Regions from separate parts of the Rattus norvegicus genome. Here region 1 is linked to region 2. Evidence: chromatin contacts called from public Hi-C data. All regions are on one chromosome and are shown on one strand. Each heading gives the region's core, a stretch centred on a gene start, on an enhancer-like site or on the middle of the called end of the contact. The rest is flanking DNA. Distances are from core to core; before and after follow the strand shown. Region 1 overlaps Map2k6 (mitogen-activated protein kinase kinase 6). Region 2 has its middle 15 kb from the start of Map2k6.

Region 1 (5,699 bases), core at 2,330-4,829, 110 kb after region 2:
CAGGATGCTCTCAGACTTTCTGTGTAGCTAAAGGACCCTCCTGCCTCTGTCTCTGAAGTACTGGGATTGCAGGCCTGTGCCACCATGTCCTGCTAACGGACTAACTTTAGAGTAAACCTATTCTTTTTATTCGATGTCATTTGTGGAAAGAGTCTCAGAGGGCACACATTAAGTGGACTTTCAAGTTCTATCACCTCTAGGGAGCAACAGTTCATCTCTGGGGGCACATCAATGGGCAGGTTGTTTTCCTAACTCGAATGGTCGTTCATTTATCACCTTCTTCAGTGACCTGCCCATGCCTGGATTTATAAGGTTTTACGCTACGGTGGCCTCTGATGAATCTCTTAGGTTTCAATCCATAGGGGTTGCTGTGACTGCACTTGGAGTACTGTTCCTCTCTGCCTTTTTCTTTCTTCAACCTCGGAGTTTCACACTATGCATTCAGTAGAGCAAAGTGTGTGTGTGTGTGTGTGCGTGTGTGTGTGTGTGTGTGTGTGGTGTGTGTGTGTGGTGTGTGTGTGGTGTGTGTGTGTTGTACCTGATATGGAGTGTGGATCAGATGTTAGTCCTTGCCTTCTACCTCATTTGAGATAGTACTGCGTCGGTCATTCCTCTGTACATCGTGTTAGCTGACCCCCAAGCTACACACACACACACCACACACACACACACACACACACACACACACACACACACACACGCATGCCCGCGGGTACACACACTACATATTTTTACATGGGTGCTGAGTATTTGAACTCAGGTCACAATGCTTGGATGACAAATGATTTTTTTTTTTTTTTACCCATTGAACCATCATGTCCCCAGCCCTTATAGATCACTTTGGTTTGGTAATAATTTTTTTTTTTGCTGTTGTTGTTGTTTAAATTCTTACGCCACATATGGAAGCAATGTGCAAAGATAAGCAGAGGAGACAGGTTTTCCCATTTTGAGATTCACGGTCCTGAAAGACACAGACAAAGTGTGAAGAATAAAATAAAACCCAACTGGAGAGGAACAAGCCGCGTGCCCCTGTGAGTCAGGATCAGTGGTGACGTTTGTGTTCCGGTAGCTTGGCGAAGACAGCCCGGCAAGGCAAGTGGGAAGTCTAGCGCCCTCTAGTGGTGAAGAGGTAACTCTTCATTCTTTCCTTCAGATGTCAAGCCTTCAAATGTGCTCATTAACACGCTGGGCCAAGTGAAGATGTGTGACTTTGGAATCAGCGGCTACCTGGTAGACTCTGTTGCGAAAACGATCGATGCCGGTTGCAAACCATACATGGCTGTAAGTACCTGCACGCAGCATGCATGGCTGCGTGGGTGCTCGCACGTGTCTGGGAAATGCACCTGCTGGCAAAACCGGGCTAGAAAATACGAAATGCGTGCCTAGGATGGAGAATTGGGGTGAATCTCAGGTCTGAGAAAAATCCTGCCTCGTGTCATTTTCTTGAAGGTCTTATGTCAGAAATCATTAACACTTGCTCCAAATATTGTCTTCATCCTTTGAGGTTGCAGTATCAAAATATCATAAACTGGACACCTTACAGAACACAGTTTTAATTTTTTAAATTAGTTTTTTGCTCTGGGAAGTCCAAGATCAAGATATTGGACTCAGTGTGTGGAGAGGGCCTGCTTCTCTTTCTTATTTGAGGCTCCTTGTGTCCTCAAGTGGTGAAGGGAGCAGGGGATCTCTCTAAGGCTTCTTTTATGAGGATACTAACCTCATTCATGAGGAACTTAGACAAATCCATAGCCATCTTATAGAGATAAGGCTTTCTGTCATGGTCACAGATGGGACAAGGTTTTTTTTTTCTATTTGTTAGAAGAATATTTATTTTATTGTATGTGAGTACACTGTAGCTATTTTCAGACCCACCAGAAGAGGGCATTGGTTCCCATTACAGATGGTTGTGAGCCACCATGTGGTTGCTGGGATTTGAACTCCGGACCTCTGGAAGAGCAGTCAGTGGTTTTAACTGCTAAGCCATCTCTCCAGCCCCAGTGGGATATAGTTTTAACACGTGCATTTCGGGATGGCACAGAGACGCAAACCATAGCATATATATGGGCTTTCAGAATTAGCTCCCAAGGGCATATTATTTGAAAAAGCATGTAAGTACTGTGCATTGCCACTCGGTGTCATACTCAGTGTCACACCCGAGTATTAACTTGATTGCTAAGGATGGGGAAACTTAAATTACCCACACAAGGCAGTTCTGGTCATGACAGAACGTCCAACTGGAGGAACACATTTATCTTGGAAGGGACTTGTGTTTGGGGTTGGAAATTTCTTGTTTGTGTTTGAGTAAAATCCCCGAGGTCTCTTAACATCAGACGGTAGCTACGAACTTCGGCAGGCTAGTGTGCGTTTTGAGCTGTTGATATTTTTACCAGGAATAATTGTAATGGATAGAGAAGGCTTTTGAATGTGTATCTTTGTTCTTCTTAGGGCAATTAAAATTTTTGGGGGGGGGGCGCGTGGATCCGAGTTCATTGCTGCCTCTGAAAAAAAAAGAGGCAGTATAAAAGAGGGAAGCCCTGTGGAGACATTTCATTGAGATTAGCCAGTCTTTTGGCCCTGGAGGCACGTTAACAGAATCAAATAACTCATGTGGCAATGGTACTGTCTCCTCCCGAGTCTTTACTGAGCTACATGGTGTTACAAATCATTTTTCCGTTTCTTAGCTGTCTGTCTCTTTTCCAGCCTGAACGAATAAATCCAGAGCTCAACCAGAAGGGGTACAGTGTGAAGTCTGACATTTGGAGTCTGGGCATCACCATGGTAACCTATATCATCATTGCGGGCCACAAGGTTCTGAGTGCAAACCCACAGACGGGGTGGGCTTTGGGGACCCAGAAACAAATGCTCCTGATACCACACTCGAGCACCCTCTCCTGTCTGAGAGAGCGGGCTGATTTCCAGGGCTGATTGTTGGCAGTGCTGTACAGTGGAAACCGTACAGTGAGGTCTGGCAGTCCAAATTTTCCTCCTTTTCTGACTTTTACCAGTCATATGACCTTCAAAGACTCACGTATTCTCACTGGCGATCTTCCTGATCGAAAAGGGATTAATAGTTTTTTTTTTTTTTTGGTAGTTTAAATGAAAGGATCAGGATCAAGACAAGAAGCTTAGGTTCCAAAACCAGGACAACAACAAAACAAAACAAAACAAAACAAAACAAAACAAAAAAACCAACCCCACCCTGCTAACGTGTCTGGCCTCTGATAAGCCAAGCACTAGGTCATGTACTTCATTTTAATATTTTGAGGCCAGATCTCACGTTGCCCAGGCAAAATTGAACTTCCGACCCTCGTCTCTCCACTCCCAAAGTCCTGGCATTGCAGGCACGCACCATCATGCATAGTTTGCTATCACGCTAGGGGTTGACCCCCGGATTCACGGCTGCTATTCAAACACTCTGCCAGCTGGGCAAGGTCCCAAACTCTGCACGGAACACTGTCCGGGTGGAAGTTTTGGCTGTTGAAGTTTTAGATCTATCCTCGGAACACGATAAGGGATACCGTACTTTCCCCAGCACGGCCACACAGCCAGTGCCTTATCTGTAACCTCTGTGACTGTACCTTTTTAGTATATCGCTGAGGTCTGGAATTACCCACTGCGGTCCTGGCTACTGCCCAGTGAGTTATTCCATGTCCCTGCCCAGAAAACATGTGATTCTGTAATGATTCTTGAGTGGCCTTCACTCAAGTCCAAAAAAAGATCAGTCAGTCATTGGGTCCTGGGTAACTTTTTTTTTTTTTTTTTTTTTTTAATGTTCCATTTCACCAAGAGACCTGTAGGTGGCACCAGAGGCACAGTGCTGCCAAAGTCTAAGAATTCCCATTTGGGCCAGAAGTTTGAAAAACTGGTTCTTTCCTGTGTTGAACTTTAATGCTGTTGGCTGATAAGTTTTTTTTATGAAATAGGTCCGGGTGTTATCAAGGGACTCATTTATTTAGGTAGGTGTAACTATTCGTCACTGGTAAGATAATATTTAAAGGAGCAGTCAGCACTACGATTTTGTGAGAACAGATTATTAGCTTGTTTTTCTTCCCTAATTGTACTTGATCTTCGTCTCTAGTCCTCCTAAAGGGAAACACAGCTGCTTCCTAATGAGCGTTCATTAAATGGTTGCCTCCCCCCTTCCCTCCTTTTAGATTGAGCTGGCCATCCTCCGGTTTCCCTATGATTCTTGGGGAACGCCCTTCCAGCAGCTAAAACAGGTGGTAGAAGAGCCGTCTCCACAACTCCCAGCGGACAAGTTCTCTGCTGACTTCGTTGACTTTACCTCACAGTGGTAAGAGAGCCCCTGCACCCACATATCTATGCCAGAGACGACAAGTCACTCTCACGACTCTCCTCCGTGGAGTCTGATCCATCACACACGCTCATTCCAGAAGCATCCTTGGGGTATGTCCTCTGCGCGCTGCAGAACATAGATAGTCCTTGCCTCTGCTCCCAGTTCCAAGGCTAGTACGAGCCAGTATTTATTTGAAAGCATTGGGGATCAGCGTGACCTGGGGAGGGTGATTGCATAGGTATCTGGAGGGTACAAATTCCCATGGGATTTTTTTTTTGTGTGTGTGTGTCGGAGGAAATAAATCCAGAGCTGAGGCCATGGGAGAGGTATTTCCCTAACTGAGGTGAGTAAGGAAGGAGAGGTGTTCCCATCGGAAGGATTGTACCTCATTGTATCACCAAAGCAAGAAAGCACTCTCCCAGACCCTGTGACGGCCAGTTTAATTTTCACCTTCACCCAATCTGGAGTCTCTGTTGTTTAGGACAGGTTGGCTGGTGGGCAATCTGTGGGGCATTGTTCTGATTCTGCTAATCGATGTGCAAGGATCCAGCCTAAAAGGGAACGGTGCCATTCCCTGGGTTTGGCTCCGGGACTGTACGAGGGAGAAACGGAGCTACGGATTCGAAACAGGGATGGGTCTGTTTCTCTCTGCTCTTGACCGTGAATGTGGTGTGGCAGGGTTTAAGTTCCCACTGCCACATCTTCCTGCTATGCTGGCCTTTAGCCTAGAGCTGTGAGCTGAGATAAATCATTTCCCCTTTAAGCCATGTTCTATCAGGGTATTTTATTCCAGTTACAGCCTCAAGGAGTTTGATATCGATTACAGCATAGGACCAAAGTTTAGCAAGGCATACGGGAAGGCTAGGGGTGGGGGATAAAGATTCCCTGGGACTGACTGAGAAGATTGTGGGCCATTCAAGGATGTCTCCTGGGTGCTTCCAAGTCCGGCAGAACTTTGCCTTGTTCAGAGCCCATGTTGACTGGGGATGCACTTGTCAGGGTAGGTATAACAGTACTGCCGGGGGCTTGGAGGCAAACCCAAAGAGGGCTGGAGCACGGAGAGAGAGGGAAATGACTACTATAGTTCCGAGGGGTTTAAAAGAGGACATAACACCTTCCAGATACTCACACGATTTCTGTCTACACGACGGCCATGATGCTTAGCGTCCTAGCGTAGCGGCAGCTGGGAGCAGGAGGCCCAGTCCACAGCCCGAAGTGGAACCGAGTCAGTGTAGATGGCGATCCTGGGAAAGCAGATGGGAAGCTGAGAGGGTGTGGGTGGGTCAGAGCTAGCGCTGGTCCTGTGTCTCTTGGAGCAAGCCGTTTCCCAACCATACTTGCCACTGTGGGTTGACCTAGACCTGGGAAGACGCCTTGAGGTACAGAGGATACTGAAGGAACC
Region 2 (6,576 bases), core at 944-3,443:
GCCCCTCCCCCCGTAGTCATTGGACTCTGATACAATACAGATAACACAAATATTCTTCAAGCTCTTGCTTTCGGTTAAGAATCAACTTAGAACTGGATCTACGGCTGAGTTCTATCAACTTAGAACTATACATGTGCTTTTTCTGTTTTGTTGTTTTTTGTTTGTTTTGAAACAGGGTCATATTTTTTTCAGCCAGGCTGTCCTTGAACTTAATACCCTCTTGCCTCTTCCTCCAGAGCACCGAGGCCAAAGGAGTACACACCACCATGCTCAGCTCTGTTTTCTTTATTTTGGCTTTGCTTATGTTTGCTAATGGCTACCCTAAAGAGTATGGTATGTTTCGCTGTGACTTTATTTTGTTAGCTTTTTAAAATGTATGTTTTATTTTATTTTATATGTATGTATATGAATATATGTATGCATGTGTATGTATTAATGTATGTATATATGTATACAGCATTCTGTCTGCATGTATGCTTGCAGGTCAGAAGAGGGCACCAGATCTCATTACAGATGGCTGTGTGAGCCACCATGTGGTTGCTGGGAATTGAACTCAGGACCTCTGGAAGGGCAGCCGGTGCTCTTAACCTCTAAGCCATCTCTCCAACCCTTATTTTTAAAATATTTTTATCTATTTTTTTCTATGACCAAAGGCTATAGCATTGATGGTAATAGCTTCTTAGACTGTCAAAATAGGATGTCTTCCTCCCTCCTTTTTTCACTCCCTTCCTCCCTTCTTTGCTTCTCTCTCTTTTTCTTTTTCTTTTCTTCTTTTTCCCTCCTTCAGTGATGAGGATTAACTGAGCTGTACTCCAAAGCCCCAAAATCCATCTCCAAGAAAAAACAATTGCTGTGACTACCAAGTATCTATAGCTATCTAAAATTGATTTTACAATCAAAAGTCTTTCTATCTACAACACAAGAAAGTACATGACTTCAGAAGAAAAAGGTCGACAAAGGTGATAGGTAGGTCCATTCTCATCCCTATTCTGATCTTCCTTGCAAAACAGATCAAACGAATGACTGAATGAATCAGTGAATCAGTGAGTGAACAAATGGGTGAATGAATGAATCAGCGAGTGAATGAATGAATAAATGAATCAGTGAGCTAATGAACAATGAAAACAGCATTTGAATAACTAAAGAGGCTGACTGTCATATCTCTGTGACTGTATTTTCCCTCTCGGTCTGTTGGGCCAATCTGTGGAGTTATACTCAGACTTTATTTCTGCTCGAAGTTTCACTTTAGGTCCTTGTTCCTTTACCGGCCTCTTCTCACTCCACCCCACCTCCACCCCCAACCAAAGAGTCCATCCAGTCACAGAATTCGACAACTGGTCTGATATACCTGGGTGAGCATGTTGGTCTCTTAGCAGCTAGAATCCAGCTATCAGTTAATTTAAAAAAGGAGATTATTAAAAACTTTCAACCGGCCATAATTTTCTGCACTCAGAGCTAAAACAAGACTTATAAGCGTCTACCCTTTTTTCTGTCTTGGTTGCCTTCTGTGCTCTGAGTTCAGTAAAACAGGCGAAGTTGCCTTACACCAGAGCTTACACACTTAGAGAGTGCCCCAACGCTTTCTTTTGGGTAGAAATGAACTCAAGGCTTAGTTTGACTTTTTTTTTCTTGTCGTTGTTGGTTTACTTGGAGACAAGAGTCTTTCTGTGTAGCCTAGGCTACCCTCAAACTCTCCATCCTTCTGCCTCAGCCATCTGGCTGCTGGCACTGCGGCTCTGTGTGTCACCACACCTGGCTTCAAAACTTGAGTTTTTCATTCCCCTCTTCCTCCTAGCTTTTACACAGGCACACCAGAGCATTTATGGCTGTTATATAACAAGGTCCCGGGCAAGGGCATGGTGTTCCCACATGCAGAACTCTGCCCTGGGTGTGGAATGTGACAGAAGCAAGTTTAGGCAGGACTGCGCCCCCAACCGTGGAGGAACTTCAGGGGAAATTTGTGCAGCAGACAAAACAACCAGTCTCTGGGCTCAGCCCTTGCAGGTTCATTTACACGAAAAGGGAAGCAAAGCCGCAGTGCAGGGGCTGCGCTTCTTGTGAGACGTGGATTTGCACGTCTGATTATTTACCAGGCGGTTAGGAACACTTTAAACACGAACACTGCTCCTGCCTGTGTCTAGGGACTCAGTTCTGCAAGACACCATTGGTGCAATTAAAGCCGGCGTCACTGTGTAAACATCCCCGGAGAAAGGCAGAGGGAGCCAAGGCTCAGGGTTACTCTGAACTTTGGAATCTCCTACATTACTACTGTGTGTTTGCACAGCGTGCTAAGAGTCTGGGTGGGGTCACGTGGAGTCACGTGACGGGTCCAAATGGAAGGCAGTTCTACTCAAAGCTCCAAGCATCTCTTCTAAGTAAAACAAAACAAGCAAACGGCTACCCGAAGCCAAGGGGATTAATGCATTGTCCTTAGGCGACCTTCTCACTTCCATTTGAAGAAAACAGGTGGTTGGTTGCAGTCAGAGTGCACACAGATTCGCGCTCTGATCCCCAAACCTAGGCTAAGGAAGATAAACAGGCCAATAGCATACTTGCTTTCGGGAGAAGAACCGAGATAACCCACGTTCTGAACTAAGGCCCACATCCTCTCAGCCCTCCGCAATCCACAAAGCTCGCTCACTGTTACTTATTGCTGTCGATGCTCCTTGGGAACTGTTTACAGCCACTCTGTGAATCCCCAAATAAAATCAGTACACACAGTGGGCTGCTTCCTGAGGCTCATCCTGGGGACACTGTAAACCTGACCCATTTGGTTATGTAAATGTTACAACAACAGGGAAATGATTTCCTCCCCTCTGTGTTTGTAAAACTCAAGAGTGCTCATAACCTTCAGGGAAATTGGCCTTTGTTCCGGGAGTATTTCAAGTGCATCACCGAAATTGTCTGTTCCAATGAACACAGAAATAGAACGAAGAGTGTGTGCACACAGCGACTTGAAAGACGATTTTACATTAGGTGTCGTTCTGCATCCAAGGCAGTACTATAAAATGGATGGAAAAGGAGACTGGAACACCACCCACCACTGAGAGTTATCGCTCTCCAGGTCTTCATTTTCTCTAGGAATGATTATTTAATTTTTAACTTTATTTAAATGGGTGTGTGTGCAGGTACCTGTGGAAGCCAAAAGGTGTCCGATCCTCTAGAGCTGACGTCACAGGCCGTAGTGAGGTCCCTGACATGGATGGTCGGAAACAAACTTAGGTCCTCTGCAAGAGCGACTCTAACCACTGTAGGGCCTCACCAACCCTCCGGTGATCTTGTTTTTTTTAGGTACCGTTTTCCAGAGACAAGGCTCAGTTCACTTTTGGAAGGGGGGGTTGTTGATAGATTTTTTTTTTAAAGATTTATTTATTGTATATGAGTACACTGTAGCTGTCTTCAGACACACCAGAAGAGGGCATCGGATCTCATTATAGATGGTTGTGAGCCACCATGTGGTTGCTGGGATTTGAACTCGGGACCTCAGGAAGAGCAGTCAGTGCTCTTAACTACTGAGCCATCTCTCCAGCCCTGTTGATAGATGTTTAGCCCTGCAGGAACTTATATGTCTTTAATGGAATTTCAGGCATCCTGAAAAATGAAATCTTAATTTTTTTCACTTGTTATCTTTTCAAAACCAATACTTCCTAAAATAAGTTGACCAGAATAAATAAGTAAATGGTTAAATGTATGTGCATTTTTCCTTGAAGTAAGAAACCTGGCTTTAGAAGTCATAGCAACCAGAGGAAATACTAATGACATTTCTGAAAAATGTGGCAGCATGTATGTTCTGCTTAGCATAGGTTAGGCTTTTGAAAATTTTTTTGAATATGTAAAAATTTTCAGTATAATACATTCTAAGCTTTTAGGCTTTGCATATTTTTACAGAAGGTTGTTTATGATTGACTTCCCTTAATACAAAGAGGGAAGGCTGTTCAATTTCCATATAGAGACAGGCAGGCTATTGATATGTAGCCCAGGCTAGCCTCATACTTAAAACTCTGTTGTCTCAGCCACCCAGGTGATGAGATGACAAGTGCCACCACATCCAACTTCCTCAAGGATTCCTAAAACTCGCTGCGATGGAAAGCAAAGTATTTAGCTAAAAGGAAAACCATCTAAGTCCCCCTCCCCCCCACTTTCTTGTTCTTCTCCTGCCCTGTTTAATTCGAAACATATTATGTGGATCACTTTGGACAGACATTAAACAATTACTTTAAATACAGACTCCATTGATCACTAATGAAAGGTTTTTGCCGTTTGATTAATAATGAAACATCCCTCTACTATTTATCCTTTAGATAAGAAAGAAAGTGGGAAAAACCCATCTAAAAGATTTTAAAATATGCTTAACGTAAGTTAATTGACAAGCTAAATATCAAAAAGGAACCCACCACTAGTAATGGCTACAAAGGAAGGACAGATGCAAATTCAACGGCCATACGAAGTACTTAGAGAGGCCCATCCTGCTGAAATGTTGGCTACTGAAAGATTTGGCGAGAGGGAGAAATCACCATTTTCAGCTGGGTACTTGCTCTGTGCCCGCCAAACTCCAGTGCATAGCTCAGAACCCCTGCTTATAACAGACAGCCATGGTTCAGCTCAATTGGTCCCAAAAATGAAACAAAAAAAGGACATGAATGTGGGCAAGGGGTTTGGGGCAGGGGATTGACAGGGATGGGAGGGAACACCGACTAGAATTCATGTTACACGTGAATGAAGATGTCAGAGAGTTAATTTGATAAGAAGAAAGAAAGAAAGAAAGAGAGAGAGAGAGAAGGAAGGAAGGAAGGAAAGAAAGAAAGAAAGAGAGAGAGAGAGAGAGAGAGAGAGAAAGAAAGGAAGGAAGAAAGGAAGAAAGAAAGATAGATATAGAGGCAGGGTAAGTAAGCCAGAAGCTCACAGCATTAAGGCCTTAAGATCCTCAGGTGATCACAAATATTGTTATTCCTTTAGTAAAAAACCACATCCTAAGTCCTGCTGATAGGCTTGGGACAACTTTCTCCTCCCCTCATTAACCACCACCAGGGCCTTGCTGTATGCCTTGTTCAGCTCTGACACCCTGTGGCCCAAGGCCTATGTGATTCATTAACCCTAGCTAGTCCTTGTTTTTTTAAAATCCATTTCACTCTGTGGAATGAAATTTTCTCCAGATGGTCTCCATTTCCTCTAAGCAAGCATCCAACAGTGTTTTGATTTGATATATATATATATATATATATATATATATATATATATATATATATATATATATATATTTCTCCTTCTTTTTCTTCCCATTTGTCTGAGAGTCTCTATTCATATTTCTTCAAATTGGTAGTTACATTCTAGTTTCAGAGTTTTCTTTCCTGTGGCTTTAAAATAAGAGGTTTTCCCTCCTCCCTTTTCCTTGATAGGATACAGATATGCACATTCTATATCAAATGCCTTCCTTCTCAAGAAAGGAAGTGTGGTTCCAAGCAACACAGTTACACCCAGAGTTAAAACCCTCACCAGCCGGTCTGGAGAGCGTGACTCTGTTGCAGAAGGCCTGTGTTTTGATTCCCAGCACCCACATACTGGTTTATGACTGCCTGAAATTCCAGTTCCAGGGACCCAGTGCCCTCCTCTGGGCTCTGAAGGCATACAAGCCATGCACAGACATGCATACATGCAAAGCACACATACAAACAAAACAAAGGGGGGGAAAAGCTCTCAATAGGATTTTTGGAACACACAAGTACCAGCGACCTTTCTTAGTGCTTCGAAATACTCCTCTCACACGGAGAGGTAGGTCCTATCACTAATATCTTTTCAAAGGTGATGTAAAACAAAGCATAGGAAAGTGATTTGCTAAGCCCAAAGCCATAGCAACCATAAGTTAAGAGATGAAAAGCCAGCACAGGCTTATGCCTTATCGGTTAAATTTACTCTTCCCACTTAAAATTGAATATCTGAGGAAGAAAAAAATTATCCAGAAGACATCAGAATAATTTTTCATGCAATGCATGTTAACTCCTTATTTTAAAAATGGACTTGAGGCAGGTGGCAAGAGGGCTCTGTGCTTAAGAGCACACAGCACTGTCTTGAGGGGGATAAGGGCTTGGTTCTCAGCAACCGTGTCAGGCGGCTCACAACTGTCTGTAATTTCAGATCTAGGAGGATCTGAGGCCTCTGGCCTCCAAGGGCACCTTATGTGTACTTAGCCTCATTTTCACTCCCGCAACATGCACACATTGTTAAAACTAACTAAAAATGGACTCAAAATACTCCTCCCCCCAAACATATTATATACACTGTCACTATCAGCCAATAAATTACATCTTTTAGCTCTCTGGTGCCGATTGGAAACAAATCCGCACCGGGGCTAGAGAGATGGCTCAGCAGCTCAGGTTGAGCACTGCTCTTGCAGAAGACCACAGTTGAATTTCCAGCGCCCAGATCGCATGGTTCATGACAGCCTCTAGCTCTAGATTGAGAGGGATCTAATGCTCCTCCTGGCCTTCTTGGGCAACTGAATTCATTTGTGCACACTTCACACACACACACACACACACACACACACACACACACACACACACGGAGAGAGAGACAGAG

What was found. A called contact is a pair of places that touch in the nucleus more often than the background predicts.
Region 1: a Hi-C map of liver shows a contact between it and region 2, with 4 times the contacts expected there. The contact joins two enhancer-like sites. A contact is called at or near these places in 3 of 12 Hi-C or Micro-C datasets (kidney and liver).

Annotation. Positions count from the first base shown.
Region 1 is chr10:95,964,927-95,970,625 of GRCr8, forward strand. Map2k6 (mitogen-activated protein kinase kinase 6) reads left to right here. Exons shown (of 12, transcript NM_053703.3): 8 at 1,154-1,281; 9 at 2,701-2,778; 10 at 4,155-4,294. Among named protein-coding and RNA genes, the nearest start is that of Map2k6, 95 kb to the left of the region's middle. Within about 2 kb of position 3,580, at least 11 of the 93 cell types and tissues checked have an H3K27ac peak or open chromatin away from gene starts, as enhancers often do. A contact at or near this core is called in liver, where this site is marked.
Region 2 is chr10:95,854,903-95,861,478 of GRCr8, forward strand. No RefSeq gene overlaps it. Among named protein-coding and RNA genes, the nearest start is that of Map2k6, 15 kb to the right of the region's middle. Within about 2 kb of position 2,194, at least 20 of the 93 cell types and tissues checked have an H3K27ac peak or open chromatin away from gene starts, as enhancers often do. A contact at or near this core is called in liver, where this site is marked.